5 separate regions of the Mus musculus genome follow, and all the other regions are linked to region 1. The links are chromatin contacts, called in public promoter capture Hi-C maps. All regions are on one chromosome and are shown on one strand. The core of a region is the stretch at or near the end of the contact, and the rest is flanking DNA. Distances in the headings are between cores, read along the strand shown. Region 1 holds the start of Smim8 (small integral membrane protein 8). Region 2 holds the start of Lyrm2 (LYR motif containing 2). Region 3 holds the start of Rragd (Ras-related GTP binding D). Region 4 holds the start of Ube2j1 (ubiquitin-conjugating enzyme E2J 1). Region 5 holds the start of Pm20d2 (peptidase M20 domain containing 2).

The links. Promoter capture Hi-C pulls out the DNA fragments that hold promoters and counts their contacts.
Region 2: a promoter capture Hi-C map of liver shows a contact between it and region 1, with 3 times the contacts expected there. The contact joins the promoter of Lyrm2 here to the promoter of Smim8 in region 1. A contact is called at or near these places in 3 of 39 promoter capture datasets (cranial neural crest and liver).
Region 3: a contact with region 1 is called in a promoter capture Hi-C map of cranial neural crest. The contact joins the promoter of Rragd here to the promoter of Smim8 in region 1. A contact is called at or near these places in 2 of 39 promoter capture datasets (cranial neural crest and liver).
Region 4: a contact with region 1 is called in a promoter capture Hi-C map of liver, with 4 times the contacts expected there. The contact joins the promoter of Ube2j1 here to the promoter of Smim8 in region 1. A contact is called at or near these places in 2 of 39 promoter capture datasets (both in liver).
Region 5: a contact with region 1 is called in a promoter capture Hi-C map of liver, with 2.1 times the contacts expected there. The contact joins the promoter of Pm20d2 here to the promoter of Smim8 in region 1. A contact is called at or near these places in 2 of 39 promoter capture datasets (both in liver) and 1 of 115 datasets of contacts at active chromatin or transcription factors (astrocytes).

Annotation. Positions count from the first base shown.
Region 1 is chr4:34,777,082-34,779,689 of GRCm38.p6, reverse strand. It overlaps Smim8 (small integral membrane protein 8), which reads left to right and starts at 1,324. Exons shown (of 3, transcript NM_001330757.1): 1 at 1,324-1,411.
Region 2 is chr4:32,798,931-32,801,538 of GRCm38.p6, reverse strand. Lyrm2 (LYR motif containing 2) reads right to left here and starts at 1,280. Exons shown (of 3, transcript NM_175364.4): 1 at 1,204-1,280; 2 at 789-929; 3 at 1-396. The coding sequence starts at 1,248. The coding sequence ends at 316.
Region 3 is chr4:32,981,700-32,984,307 of GRCm38.p6, reverse strand. Rragd (Ras-related GTP binding D) reads right to left here and starts at 1,310. Exons shown (of 7, transcript NM_027491.2): 1 at 701-1,310. The coding sequence starts at 845.
Region 4 is chr4:33,030,094-33,032,701 of GRCm38.p6, reverse strand. It overlaps Ube2j1 (ubiquitin-conjugating enzyme E2J 1), which reads right to left and starts at 1,322. Exons shown (of 8, transcript NM_019586.4): 1 at 1,086-1,322. The coding sequence starts at 1,116. 4933421O10Rik (RIKEN cDNA 4933421O10 gene) reads left to right here and starts at 1,379. Exons shown (of 2, transcript NR_036602.1): 1 at 1,379-1,845; 2 at 2,181-2,608.
Region 5 is chr4:33,188,437-33,191,044 of GRCm38.p6, reverse strand. It overlaps Pm20d2 (peptidase M20 domain containing 2), which reads left to right and starts at 1,308. Exons shown (of 7, transcript NM_001034867.2): 1 at 1,308-2,114. The coding sequence starts at 1,665.

The DNA of each region.
Region 1 (2,608 bases), core at 75-2,574:
AAGCAGGCTTTATTAAATACTGGCCAGGACAAGGGACACTGCCCAAGGCCATATCCAGGAATCCCAGAGTAACAAATTACATTAGTCAGAAGCGTATACAATCAAAACTGACAAGGCTATATACATCCCACTTTTATGTAATCAGGGGCAAGTATACATCCTGACATATTTCCTGCCTACACCTCCCACCTATGTGTGCACATCCTGTGCAGCTGAGACAACCAGCCTTGTTTACAGAAGTGAAAACAAGTGGCTTGTTGTCTTACAGGAGCAACAGCTCCCAGCATTCCAAGAAGCTATCTGTTCTTGCCAAGAGGGGCTTACAGTTTAGAGACATTTCTGTTTTATGCCTAAAGCACACAATAATTTAAACTTAAAATATACCTTTAGCCTTCACAGGACAACTCAGGAGTCAGGATGGGAGGCCATAGAAAAGAGAGAGTAGGATTGGTTTTGAAAATTACCACAAACAATGTTCACATTTGTCAACTGATAATCCATTAATTATATCATATACTTTGGCTTGATGTCCTCGTAAAATAAGGCTAGGACTTATATTACTTAAAAAAAAAAAACCCGTGTTTGAGAAAATACTGATAATGTATGATTTTTGAAATTAAATATAAGCGAACTATTAATATCTATGTGAAAAACAAAATCGTCAGTGCTATCAGAGATCCCGTGAGAAGTCTCTTTAACCCCTGGAGATCTAATTTGGGAAACTCTGATTAGTAATCTCTGATCAATTTGAATGTGTTTTTTTTTTTTTTTTTTTACACAAGTGATGGTAGATGATCCCTGTCTCAGAACGGCTAGACTGACCACAGTCCCGGTTCTAAAGACTCGAACCCTTCACCACCACATGTAAAACTTCTAATTCCAGTCCCTTTTCTCTTAAAGCTCTTCTGCCACACCACTGCTCAACTAAAAGCACCCTATAAAGCCCCAGACTCCTTTTTGGCGATACTGCACTTCCTTCTCTTGGAGGCAGCTGGATTCTAGCCTGAATCTTTCCATTTCCATTAAGTGCCATTAGGTCCCATTTCCAATTCTGGATATCTCTTTATATAAATATACATGAAACCCACGAAACGAAAGCTTATTTGAATGTGAGAGGCTGAAAGTCAAAGGCCCCAAGAAATCAAACCAGACTGCTCATCTGGGTTCCAAAGCCAAGGGCTCCTGCAGTTCCAATGCCAGGGCTCGGCCCGGACCCCTGCTCTACGGCCTCCGGAGCATAGATGGCGCTGTGGTGCGGCTCTTAGAGCCCCGGCGGGAACGCGCACTGGTTGGGCGCGCACCGGGCGAACCGGAAGGAAAGTCCAGCAGCGGGCGTTCGCACGGGACGCCGGAAGTCTCTGAGCCTGGCGGCGTCCGAGCTGAAGCTTCCCCGGCTTCCCAATTGCCCAAGGTCAGGCTCCGCCAGCCCTCGAAGGGGAGGGTTGTGGTTTGCAGAAGATGCTAGGGTAGGTTGCCGGGAAGCCTGCCCGCCGACCACACAAGTTTTCACACTTGTTTATGAAGATTTATACTGAGCTCCGTAGGAGCCTGGGTATCTGACCGCGGTCTGAAAAGCTTTACAGCCTTCAGGTCCTTGCCACAGTGACACTCTTTCCCCAATCCATGAGTGGGGTAAATTACGAGGTGGAAAGTGGGTTTTGTGTGTGGTGTTTTTCTTTTTTCACTTTAAAGTTATATTTTACAGTAAAAACGATAGAGTTTATTTTTTAAAATCTAAGCGATCTCATTTCCCCACTGTGAGACAGGGGGCTGGCTGTCTTGGAACTCGTTCTGTAGACAAAGCTGGCCTGGAGCTCAGAGAGATCCGCCTGCCTCTGCCTCTCTAGTGCTGGGCTTATCTTAGGGTCCTGCGTCTGGTAGTACTTTATAAATGCAAAACACTTTCCTCAAAAATCAGTTTTGGAAAAAGATGCTGATGGAATAGGAGTCCACTACAATGGGAAGAATTGGATTATCCTACCCTAGTAGTGAAAAGGCATCGAAGGTAGGAAGGTTGCACACTATCTGTAGGATGACCGCTATTTTGTTAACATCTTTCCTTTTAAGAATGTTAACAATGTTAAATACACATCTGTAATATTGCAGTGTATAATATCATTCCTTTTATTAAGGTGGAATCAGAGTTGTCACTTACTCAAAAAAAAAAAAAAAAATTCCTTTAGAAGCACCAGAGTTGAGATTAAGCTTACTTAGTTCCCTCAAGCTATAAAGCCCTGATTCTTTCTCAAAGTTTCTCATATTAATCTAAACTATTGAAGGTGTCCTACTCCGGACTTTTACTTTCTTAAGCACTAAAAGAGTATAGTATGTGAAACATAATAACAAGAGTATCTATACTATCGTTGAATGTTTGGTCCATTTGAGGCAGTTCTCTATATATTTGAAAATAGAGTGCTTTTCCTAAACCAGTTCTCATTGTTTATATCTTCATACTTCCCCATACAATATAATATAGGTAGCTATGCCAATCTTGTTCTAGTGAATTTGGTGTGTACAGACACGGATAGTTCATTCGTTCACATGCACACATGTGCAGTATGTGTGTAGAAGCCAGAGGTCAGCCTGATGATGTTCCTCAAGGGCCACG
Region 2 (2,608 bases), core at 31-2,530, 2.0 Mb after region 1:
ACCAAACTTCTGTCCTTGGCAGCAAGAGTCTTCATGAGGAGCTATCTTTACCAGCCCTGTCCTCATTGCCTTTCTAAGAATTGCTAACTAGTCGTCTGTTTTTCAAAGGGGCTGCCATTTCACCTTCCCTCTGAGCAATTGAGGATTCCAACCTCTCATCTTGACATTAGTTCACGTTTAATTATTACAGCCACGGACTGTAGTGGAAATATTAACACGCTTCACTTATATTCTTGATCAGAGTGATTATCACCTTTTTGGGTGCTCTATGACAGTGGCTCGGAGCCTGTGCAAAACACATGAAAAATCTTCCAGTTACGAGTTGGCTAAGGCAAGCGTCCTTTCTAGTTCCTTTAGCTGCATATTGCCTTGGGTTATCATCATTCGGATTGTATCCTGTGGAGGAAAGGACAATCTAGTCATTGTTTTACCAGCTTAACCACGGCAAAGTTCTATTATTGTATCTGGTACAGTCAAGAACCAACAGTGGCTGTTACAGGTTGTAGCTGTGGGCTTACCAATGCCCAAGGCACTACATTCAATCCTGTCACCAAAAGGCACTCCCCCCATCCACCCCCCCCCCCCAAAAAAAAACAGTAGTGTGAAGTGGAAAGCTGGACGCTAGGCTACACAATACAAAGCCAGATGTGCTGCAAAACAAATGTAAAATACCCAGTGGGCAGTGAGCAAATTCTCTGTGGCATATTCCAAGGTGTTCGCTAAACTTCACAAGCTCAGTGATACAATGGGACAAAGGAGCCGTGGCCCCAGCGTGGTCTTGCTCTCACCTCTTCTGTGGCACTTTTGTTTCTTTTAAATTCTTCCCTGGCCCAATCCTGAAGGTATTTTCGGTCAGAATCACTTGGAACTTGCCTAATCGCTCGCAAAATCTTTCTGTAGAGGAGGAGAACTTGCTGCCTTCTCATGAACTGCTCAAGGGAAGGAGAAAGACAAGTTACCACAAACCAGCCGGCTCCACTCAGCAAGCAGAAATAGCCCTTTGGTCCTCGCTAGCAAACAGAACAAGAGAGAATCCTTGCGGACCGGCGGGCGGGCGGCTTGCGAGGGCGGGGCACGCCTAGCAGCTCCGCCCTCGGGAGGCTGAGGCTGTCGGCCGAGGCCCGCGGTGGCCGCGGCGAGCCAGGTCGCAGGGGGAGCGCGACCACACAGGACACCTCCGCGGGGCTGAGAGATCAGCAGTACCTGCTTCAGCGTCAGGGCTGCGGGAGGCAAGCGGGATGCCGCCATGTTGCCCACGGAAGCTGCTGCGGCTCAGGAGCGGAAGTGGCCCTCGGGCACCCTGGTCACGGAAGCGGAAGGAGGAGACGGATGCGCGAGTCCTGGGTTTTCCGCGGAGAACCCAGGAGCTCGGTCGCTTTTACGGGAGGGGAGAAAATGTGTGCCTTTTGAGCACCCTTGCTGTGTATAACTGAGAAGACCGCCATTATGCTGGCAAATTCCGTTTGCATCCTGGAAGCTTCTCTTTTTCTCTACACTTTATCCTACAGCACGCAGGTCGCCTCGATCGTTGCGACTCCGTGCGCTTTCCCTACTCGTGTGCCCTCTCGCTTTTTTGTTTTTGTCCCCCACATCACATACCCAGAAGTCAGGTTATTGAATCTGCTTCTCGTGTTTTGTTTTGGTTTTTCAATTTTTCTCTAACATGGGACGTTGGGGATCAAACCTGTATCATCAGGTTTGGGGCAAAGCACCTTTAATGTCTGAGCCATTTCAATGGCCCTTGGATAATTTCTTTATATAGAGAGCTTTAACTCTACATTAACATATTTGTTTCTTTTTTTGGTTTTTCGAGACAGGGTTTCTCTGTGTAGCCCTGGCTGTCCTGGAACTCGCTCTGTAGACCAGGCTGACCTCAAACTCAGAAATCCGCCTGCCTCTGCCTCCCAAGTGCTGGGATTAAAGGCGTGCGCCACCATGCCCGGCTAACATATTTGTTTCTTTTGAGACTTTACAATATTGTCTTCTACTCACAGCTGTTGTAAAAGTGTATTATTATGATCAGTTTTATATTTACTCCACGTAAGTTATTTTCATTTATGACACACTATGGATCTAAGTTCTTTTCCAGCCACTAGACTAAAAATTCAAGATCATTTATTAAATAATTCATGACTTTCTCAGGTCATTGTAGTAATCTTTTTGAATGCAGGGTCTTTTATTGTCTAAATAATTCGATCAGTCTTGTTTTATCTCGGCCAGGTATCAAGCTATAAATTTTGCTTTTTATGTTGTTGTTCTGGCAGATCCAGTAGTTTCTTGTTAGGATATTTTCTATGACCCTTGGAAAGGCACTGAGCTAATTTCCACATCACCTGGGGATATTTATAAGATTCATAATTAGTGCTGGGTCTAAATTGGGCACCGAGAACAGGTATTTTGTACATTCTTTTCTCTACACTCATGTTAGCCACAGGCAATGTTGTCATATAGATATATACTCCCTGTCTCAAAGATTTATACTTTGAGTAGGAAAGCTTTGAAGGTCAATGCAGTGTTACTTAATTGACTGAGAGTAGGTTCTTGCCTCAAATAACTCTCAGCGCCAAAGCTCAGCGTACAGTCTTTTTAAAGACAAAAGACGCAATGC
Region 3 (2,608 bases), core at 61-2,560, 1.8 Mb after region 1:
TCTTAAAACTCCTGTCACGGGTACTTTCATTCCTCGGTTTCTTTAGTGTGAGACACTAAAGAGATTAATCCTTTCTCTGGGATATTTACAACTCGGAGAACGTTAACAGCCCCGTTCAACTGACCTTTTAAAGTGACCTTCCGCTTTTGTGGGGAAAAAAAATTTTTTTAAATTAAAGAAAAACATTCTGGAATCCTAAACTCAACTTCTTTGTTGTGTCCCGGGAATGAAATGCAAGCAGCCCCCAATCCGAAAGGCTAACTTCAGCTCCTTCGGCAACAACAAACAGTTGGCTTCAGCGGCCAAGGATTGCTCGCCAGGCGCCCACCCCCGGGTGCGACACGAGATGCATTCAGGGTGTCTGGGGACCTAGAACCCCGCGGTCTCCCGGGAGACGCGGATACCACCTGCAGCGCGGGCCCCGCCCCAGCGCCCCGGTCCCACGCCGCAGACCCTCCCGCGGCCACGGCGGGGAAGAATGACACGCGCAGCTGTGGGCGACCCAGCCGGCACGCTGCCGCCAGCTGCTTCTTTTAGCTCGACATCCGACCCTGCTCCCCGCCGCCGTCTGCAGCCCGGCCGCTCCCCTCCCCCACCGCAGCGCCCCGGACCCGCGCGTCCCGCATCCCCCCCACCCCCAACACACACACACACATCGCTCCCAGGGCGGGGACCGCGAGCGCTCGGCCGGTTGGCTCACCTCCCTCCTCCGGCCCGCTGTCCAGCTCGGCGTCCGAGGACTCGGGCCCATCCTCGTAGCCCGCCAGCCCCACCAGCTCATCCTCCTCCTCGTCCTCGCCGCCGTCCTCACCCTGCGGCTGCGGCTTGCCCAGCACTTGGCTCATCACGCCCACGCTTGCCTCCAAGGTCCCGCGTGGGCCGAGTGGCCCGCAGCGCCCTGGGGCCGCGCCTGGTGAGCAAGGGGGTGGCAGTGGAGCCCAGCCCCCTCCCTGCCGCTGCTGCCCGAGAAGCCAGCCGGAGCGCGGCAGTTCTCCCCGGGAGCGCGAGGGAGTGACTGCGTGACCCGAGTCACCTGACGCTTGTCACACACACACACACACACACACACACACACACACACACACACACACACGCAGCACCACCGGGCGCGCGCTCGCCGGCCGCAGCCACCGCTTGCTCGGCCACACACGTTCTCCCCCTAGAGAGAATTCGGGTGTCCAGAGCGCACTGGCCACCGCCCTCGGGGACTTCTGCTCGCTTTCTCTGCAAGCGTGGCCCGGGGACCACCCGGACCCTGCCGCCTGCTTTCTGCAGTGCCCCTGGCTTGTGCTGCGGTCTTCAGGCTTTCTACCCACACCCTACCCACCTCCACCCCACCCACCTCCACCCCACCCCAGTCTACCCCACCCCCACTAGGCTGCCCCTCAACTGTGCGGTACTCAGGCCCCACCCCCACCGCCACTCCAGCCTGCGGGAGCTGGGAGAAGTGCACAGTGGTGGGGTAGTTTCCATAGCAGCTGCCTCCTAAAGTGCCTTTTAGTTCAAAGGATTTCCCAGCAAGAATACTCCAAACTGTGGTCTACGTAGACATGTTTCCGGAGAAGTCACATGTCTCGTGATTTATATATAAACATGCTATACTAAATGATTCCTTTGCAACCTTCGGGAAAACCTAAAGTGTATAACGCCCTCGGGGCTTCTTATGCCCCAACTGCTATTGTCTCATTGGTGTAGTCCCACGTGTTTTAGGGCTTTTGTGGGAGGTGAGGGGCAGCTCTCAGATTGGAATAGAAGCGATGTGGGATGAGGAGGTGCTCTCCTCCTTCGCCAGCTGCTCAGCACAGTGTGAGCACCCTTTTCTGGGGTGGGGGGTGAGGGAGAGAAGAGGAGGGAGGGAGGGAGGGGGAGAGGGAGAGAGAGAGGGAGAGAGAGAGAGGGAGAGAGAGAGAGAGAGAGAGAGAGAGAGAGAGAGAGAGAGAGAGAGAGAGAGGAGAAAGTCACGTGCATAAACTTCCTTCAGTTAAACAGCGGGCCAGCAAGGTGATCCGGATCCTGCAGGTGCCAGCAGCTCAGCAGGTGGGGAGAAAGGCAGCTCAGCCTGGACACTTGCGGCCCGGGACAGGGCTTCCTAGGGGTCCTCGGAAAAATCTGGGTAGGAATAGGGTTACTAATCCGTGACGCATGTCCTGGATTTCTTCTAACTGGGTGGCTGCTTTCAACAGGAAAGCTTCTCCAAGGAGAGGCAGTAGAACTCTTGTCTGCATGGTCAAGGTCGTTCCTATGCCACATACAAAGATGTGAACTGAAAAAGGCTTTTGAGCGAAGAAACAGTTTTGCAGATATATAAGCAGCAGAATTTAGGGAGTACAGTCAAAGATTATCAGGTGGGAAGCTCACACCACCTCCAAATTTAGTGGGAGGAAGTGAAGGGAGCCAGTTCTGTAGAGCAGCCAGGTAGCAGCACCCCCACACCACCCCACATCCCCGCCCCCACCCTCCCCACCCTCTGGCCAAGCAGATAACAGAAGAGGGCCCTGGCTGCTTTCCTTCTTCCTATCTCTGTGTGGTCTCCTGGGAATGACTGCCATTGGTCCAACACACCCAGAAACCCGTGGGCAAAGGAAGACTGAAACCAAGTGGAGGCCAA
Region 4 (2,608 bases), core at 73-2,572, 1.7 Mb after region 1:
GCTGAAGACAGAGACATGTCCCATTAAAATTCAGCCATATAATTCTTACACAGGCGTGGTCAAATTTTAAACAAACACCGTAGAAATGACTAATTCTACATCTGGTCCCTAAGGCCACTTACTTATCAGCATTCAAGCTAACAACATTCTGTTCAGCCAATATTCTCTGGCTTTTCCTTTATATATTCTAAAAATTTAAAATATATATATATTTTTAAAAAGATTCACAATACCAACTCTTTCCCATAAAGATATCAGACTTAAGTCCAAACTAAGAAGCAGTGTGGGAAAGAAAACAAACGGTGACGAGAGTTCTAGTTCAATGATCATCAATACCCTGAGGCTTATTATTCAGAGCTAACAGGGAGGAGTTTTTTCCCCCTGACAAATTATCAAAGTACATTTTTTAGGCTCCAGTAATTTGTGCTACGTCTGCCTTAAAAGATATGACAACTGATAATGGGTTTTTTGTTTTTTGTTTTTGGCATTGTTTTTAGTGCACCAGAAAATAACTGGAGGCCAGGATTGTCTGAGGGCATTAACTGAAGGAAAGAAATTCAAAGTAGCAATCAACCCCCCCAAATCATGGTTAATTCCCAAGTGCACAGCTCAACTAGTTTAGCTACAGGACATATTTTTTTTTTCTACGTCTATAAATTCTCCCCCAAATACTGAAATTGGATATTTCAACCACAATAAAAATGGGATATTTCAAATGTGAGTCAAACACCTAACAAAAGTTCGTCGGCAGAGGCGGAGGGGACACGAAGGACGCAGATGCGGCCAGGGATGGTCAGTAGTGCGGACCGTCGTCGCCTTCGCACCTGCCCTTGGCTCGGCTGTCTCCTGCTTCGCTCCGCAGACACCGGGAGGAAGAGGCCAGGAGCGGAGGAGCGCCAGCGCATCGGGGGATCCGCAGCGGCCGCCCGCTCTGCGGCCTGCACCCCCGGACCGGCCGCGGCCTCGCGTAAAGCGCGAGCCCGGAGCAGCCGCGAGGGCCGGCGGACACGAGCGGGCCGAGGCGCCGCGCTCTGAGTCCCGGGTCCCCCGCCCGTCCGCCCGCCCGCCGCCCCAGCCCGGCTCACCCGGGCTCTTCAGGTTGTAGCGGGTCTCCATGGCGGACGTCCCCGCTGCCGCTCTCGTCGGCGCCGCAGCTGCCCGGGTCTCGCGCGGCGGACGCGCCTAGCGAGGGCCTCCGCTGACACCGCCCAGTCCAGCCCGACCGCGGGCGAGGTGCGTGCCGCGGGGTCCGCCTCCCTGAGGGCCGGCCGGGCGCCGGGGCGTCGCCGAACGGGGCGCCGGGCTGCGGACGGCCTGCGGGACTGACGTCCCGGCTGACGCGCCGCTGCGTCACCGCCGGCGCCGGGTCTGTGAAGTCGGCCTGACGTGGCGGGCGCTTCGTGGCGGTCGGTCACTCGGCAGCGGCGGTCCCGCGAATCCCGCCCGCCCGGCAGCCCTGGGGAGACGGGCGGCACCCTCGTCGTCCCCTCGGCCCAGCCCGGGAGACCGACTCGCCGCGGGCCCTTCAGGGGTTCCCGCGGAGCTCGCAGGGAGCTCGGAGGAACGGCGCAGCCCGGAGCGGCGGGCGGGCGAGCGCGGCCTGGGACTGCGGCGCCGTGATGTGCGCTTCTCCGAGCCCGCAGTTGGCCTCGGTGCGATGGACGGGAGTGGCCCCTAGCTCCGCGGTGCGGTTAGCTAAGGCAGCGTTTTTCGGGGTGCATCAGAACCTCCCAGAAATAAAACCAAGGGGTCGCCTGGAATGTTAATAAAAACGCATAAATGGGACAGGTCGGTCTGAAAGAGATGCGGTGCGTTTGTCTTTTCGGATCATGGAGGACAGAGAAAGTAAGGTTCTGGTTCGGACGGCTTACCGAGATAAAAGGGCCTCAAAAAAGGGAGGGAGCCAGCGGAGATTAGAGAAGGTTATAGGTGGAATGAAGATTAACCAATTAGACAGATTAGTGTTCTTGTTTAACATTGTCAAATGTGTTTGTGGGAATGTCAGTAATTTTTCCCAGCCGTCTGAAGGAGGAGGGAAAAAAAAAAGATTTAAGTGGCATCTTCTAAGCCATTAAAGGCGATGTTTTCTGAATAGTACGGTGATAATCTGAAGAATAGAGAAGCAAGCAAAACCGAGCTTCAATGTGCTTCTCCATTAAGCTTTCATTCTTTGTGTTCAGTCCTCAAATTTAGCATCCAGCAACCTGCGCTGCTCCGACCGGCCCCATGACCAGGCCTGCCGAGGGGGTGTAGTCGTTCCCATCCGCCCGCCAGCCAGACTCGGAAGGCACTTTGCCCTGAGGCTCTCCTCTTCCTCCCAACAATGGAGATAAGGATGTTTCTCTTTTATTTTATTCTTGAAGCCACATCACCTCGTCCTTGGGGGCTCTTCCTTAGGTAAAAGACAGCAACAAATCCGGCATTGAGTTATGGGCCCATGGCAAAGCTTAATTATAATCACTGCAAGAGAAAAGTCAACTCTTAATTTTTTTCTAAATATAAACATGTACAGAGAGGGTAAATATGATTTTTTTTTAAAAAAGGAGTAAATGCTAAAAGTTACTAATTGCTTGACTGTTAACTGGGTCGGAAAGATTAATTTTCCCAG
Region 5 (2,608 bases), core at 59-2,558, 1.6 Mb after region 1:
TTCCACTGCTATTGGCAGAGCTCTGCTGTAAAAATTTATTGAAGATGAATGATTGTGTCCATTGTGATATAAATAGATGATTTGTGAATTCAGATGTCACAAGCAATCAAGTGTAGTGGTTAGATGTTGTCTTTTGTGGAAATCTGTGCCCAGTACTTAGTGAGTTGTATAATCTTGGATGCCCATCTGTAATTTGAAGATAATAGTCACACTAAAAACCTCATAGGTTGGGATGAGAAATAGGTATTAACATTTAAAACATCCAGAAAAGCACTTGGTGCAGAGTGAGTGATCTTATTATTTTGACATTATTCTGGCTTTTAGCCAGTTCACTGAGCAAAATAATCTGGAGTCTCATAGATGCTGGAGGACTCCTGTAAAGGAGTTACAAGAGTAAAGTTAAGAAAATGACGGTGGGGCTGGAGGACCAGGGTTCAGTTCCCATTCACCCAGAGGGTGGCTCGCAATCATGTGTAACTCGTTTCAGGCGATCTGACGCCCTCTTCTGACCTCCTCAGGCACCAGACTCGGTGTGCACGCATACATTCAGACAAAACAAACAAAATAACACAAAAAAATGTTAAAAAAAGTTTTAAAAAAGGAAAGTGAGTCCATTCATGAATTTATATCACATTTATTGTGTTTAGGGAAAAGTTTCATTCGGTTAGGGTGTTAACTAAGGACAGTTTTTTTCACGTTAGAGTGTGACCTGGACTCTGGCGTTTTAGGGTATAAACTAGTAAAAATTGATTACAGTCTGCCTTTTTCTTCTCTTCATTCCTTCCACTTCCCTCGAGTTTACTCTGTATAGCCCTGGCTGTCCTGGAACTCACTTTGTAGACCAAGCTGGCCTCGAACTCAGAGATCCACCTGCCTCTGCCTCCCAAATGCTTGGGATTAAAGGCGTGCACTCCTTAAAAAAATCATATATATATATATATATATATATATATATATATATATATATATATATATGGTATCTTATTTGACCTAGTTGTGGCAATTTAAGAGAGGGTAGAATAGGAAGAACACGCAGAAGCTTTTAATACAAGAAAACCTCAGACTACTAATTATTAGGTGTGTATCATCAATAACAATTTTGAACTTGTATCACTCTGGAGGAAAAGGAGAGTATGACTTCTTGAATTTCCTCATCGGGTAACTTTAGACCCGTTATGAACACAAGCTGTGCAAATCATGTTACTTGGGCTTGTCAATCAAAATTTTGGATAAAACTTGTCCTATACAATTCCTCTTCTTAGGAGTTGGCGCCCCAGCTCCAGGCCGAGCCTTGAGGGCGGAGCTACAGGGCAACTCCTGACCTGGGGGGTGGGGGGTTAAGTTAGAGTTAGGGTGGTGCTGTACGGTGGGCGAGCGCGGGGCGCTGGTCGCCGAAGCCGCCGAGGGCGGCCGAGGACTGATTAGGACAGCCGAGCGGTGCGGACTGCCAAGGGCTGCCGAGGCGCCTAGCCTTGCGGAGGGCTGCCAAGGACAGCTAAGCGTTGCCAAGGGCGGCCAAGCGCTGCCAAGGTGCCGCCGAGCGTTGCATAGGACTGGCAAGGACTGCCGAGCGGCGCCGAGCGTTGCCGAAGTCAGATAAGACAGCCGAGCGCCGCCGAGCCTCGCAGAGGGCGGACGAGGAGAGACCGCAGCACGCCCGCGCCATGGGTCCGGTGGTGGAGCGGCCGGCCGAGCCCGGCACGAGCAGCGCCGCCGAGCTGGAGCTGCTGAAACGGCGAGCGGCCGAGCGCATCGACGAGGCGGCCGAGCGCCTGGGCGCGCTGAGCCGCGCCATCTGGAGCGCGCCCGAGCTGGCCTACGAAGAGCACCGCGCGCACGGCGAGCTCACGCGCTTCTTCGAGTGCGAGCCGCCGGCCGCCTCGTGGGCGGTGCAGCCGCACTTCGGGCTCCCCACCGCCTTCCGTGCCGAGTGGGCGCCGCCGGAGTCCGCGGCGGGGCCCCGCGCGCTGCAGGTGGCCTTCCTGTGCGAGTACGACGCGCTGCCAGCCCTGGGCCACGCCTGCGGCCACAACCTCATCGCCGAGGTCGGGGTGGCTGCGGCGCTCGGCCTGCGGGCTGCGCTGGAGAGCATCGCTGCGCCGCCGCCGGTCAAGGTGAGCCACTCCGGGCCAGCGCGGGGCGTGCCGGATCCAGCCCGGAGTGCCAGACCAGTCGGAGTACCAGACCGGTTATTTTTGGTGGCAGACAGCTGCAGTTTGCTCATTGGGTCGTGTGCTATCTGGAGGAAATAAATGGAGACTTAACAAACAAAAGATTTTGATTTGAATAATTGGTATTTGTATAGTAAATTTCAGTGTTTAGAACTACCAGGCTGCCAAACCACTAAAGAGCAGAACTAACGGAGAAGCTAACAAAACATTTACTACGTAGATAGGTTCATATTTAAGTGTACATTTTATTTCATATTAAACAGGCGTCTCGGTTCTTTAAGCAGGAAAATGTCGTGCATGTCTGTCTTGGGCAGGTCCGATCTTGTGTTTACTCTTTAGGATAGTGTATTTAATTCTGTGAGCAAGGTTATATGTCACAACTCAGCTCGGCTCACCCGCCAGTGGCAGTAATGTAATCCTCTGCAACAAACAATTTA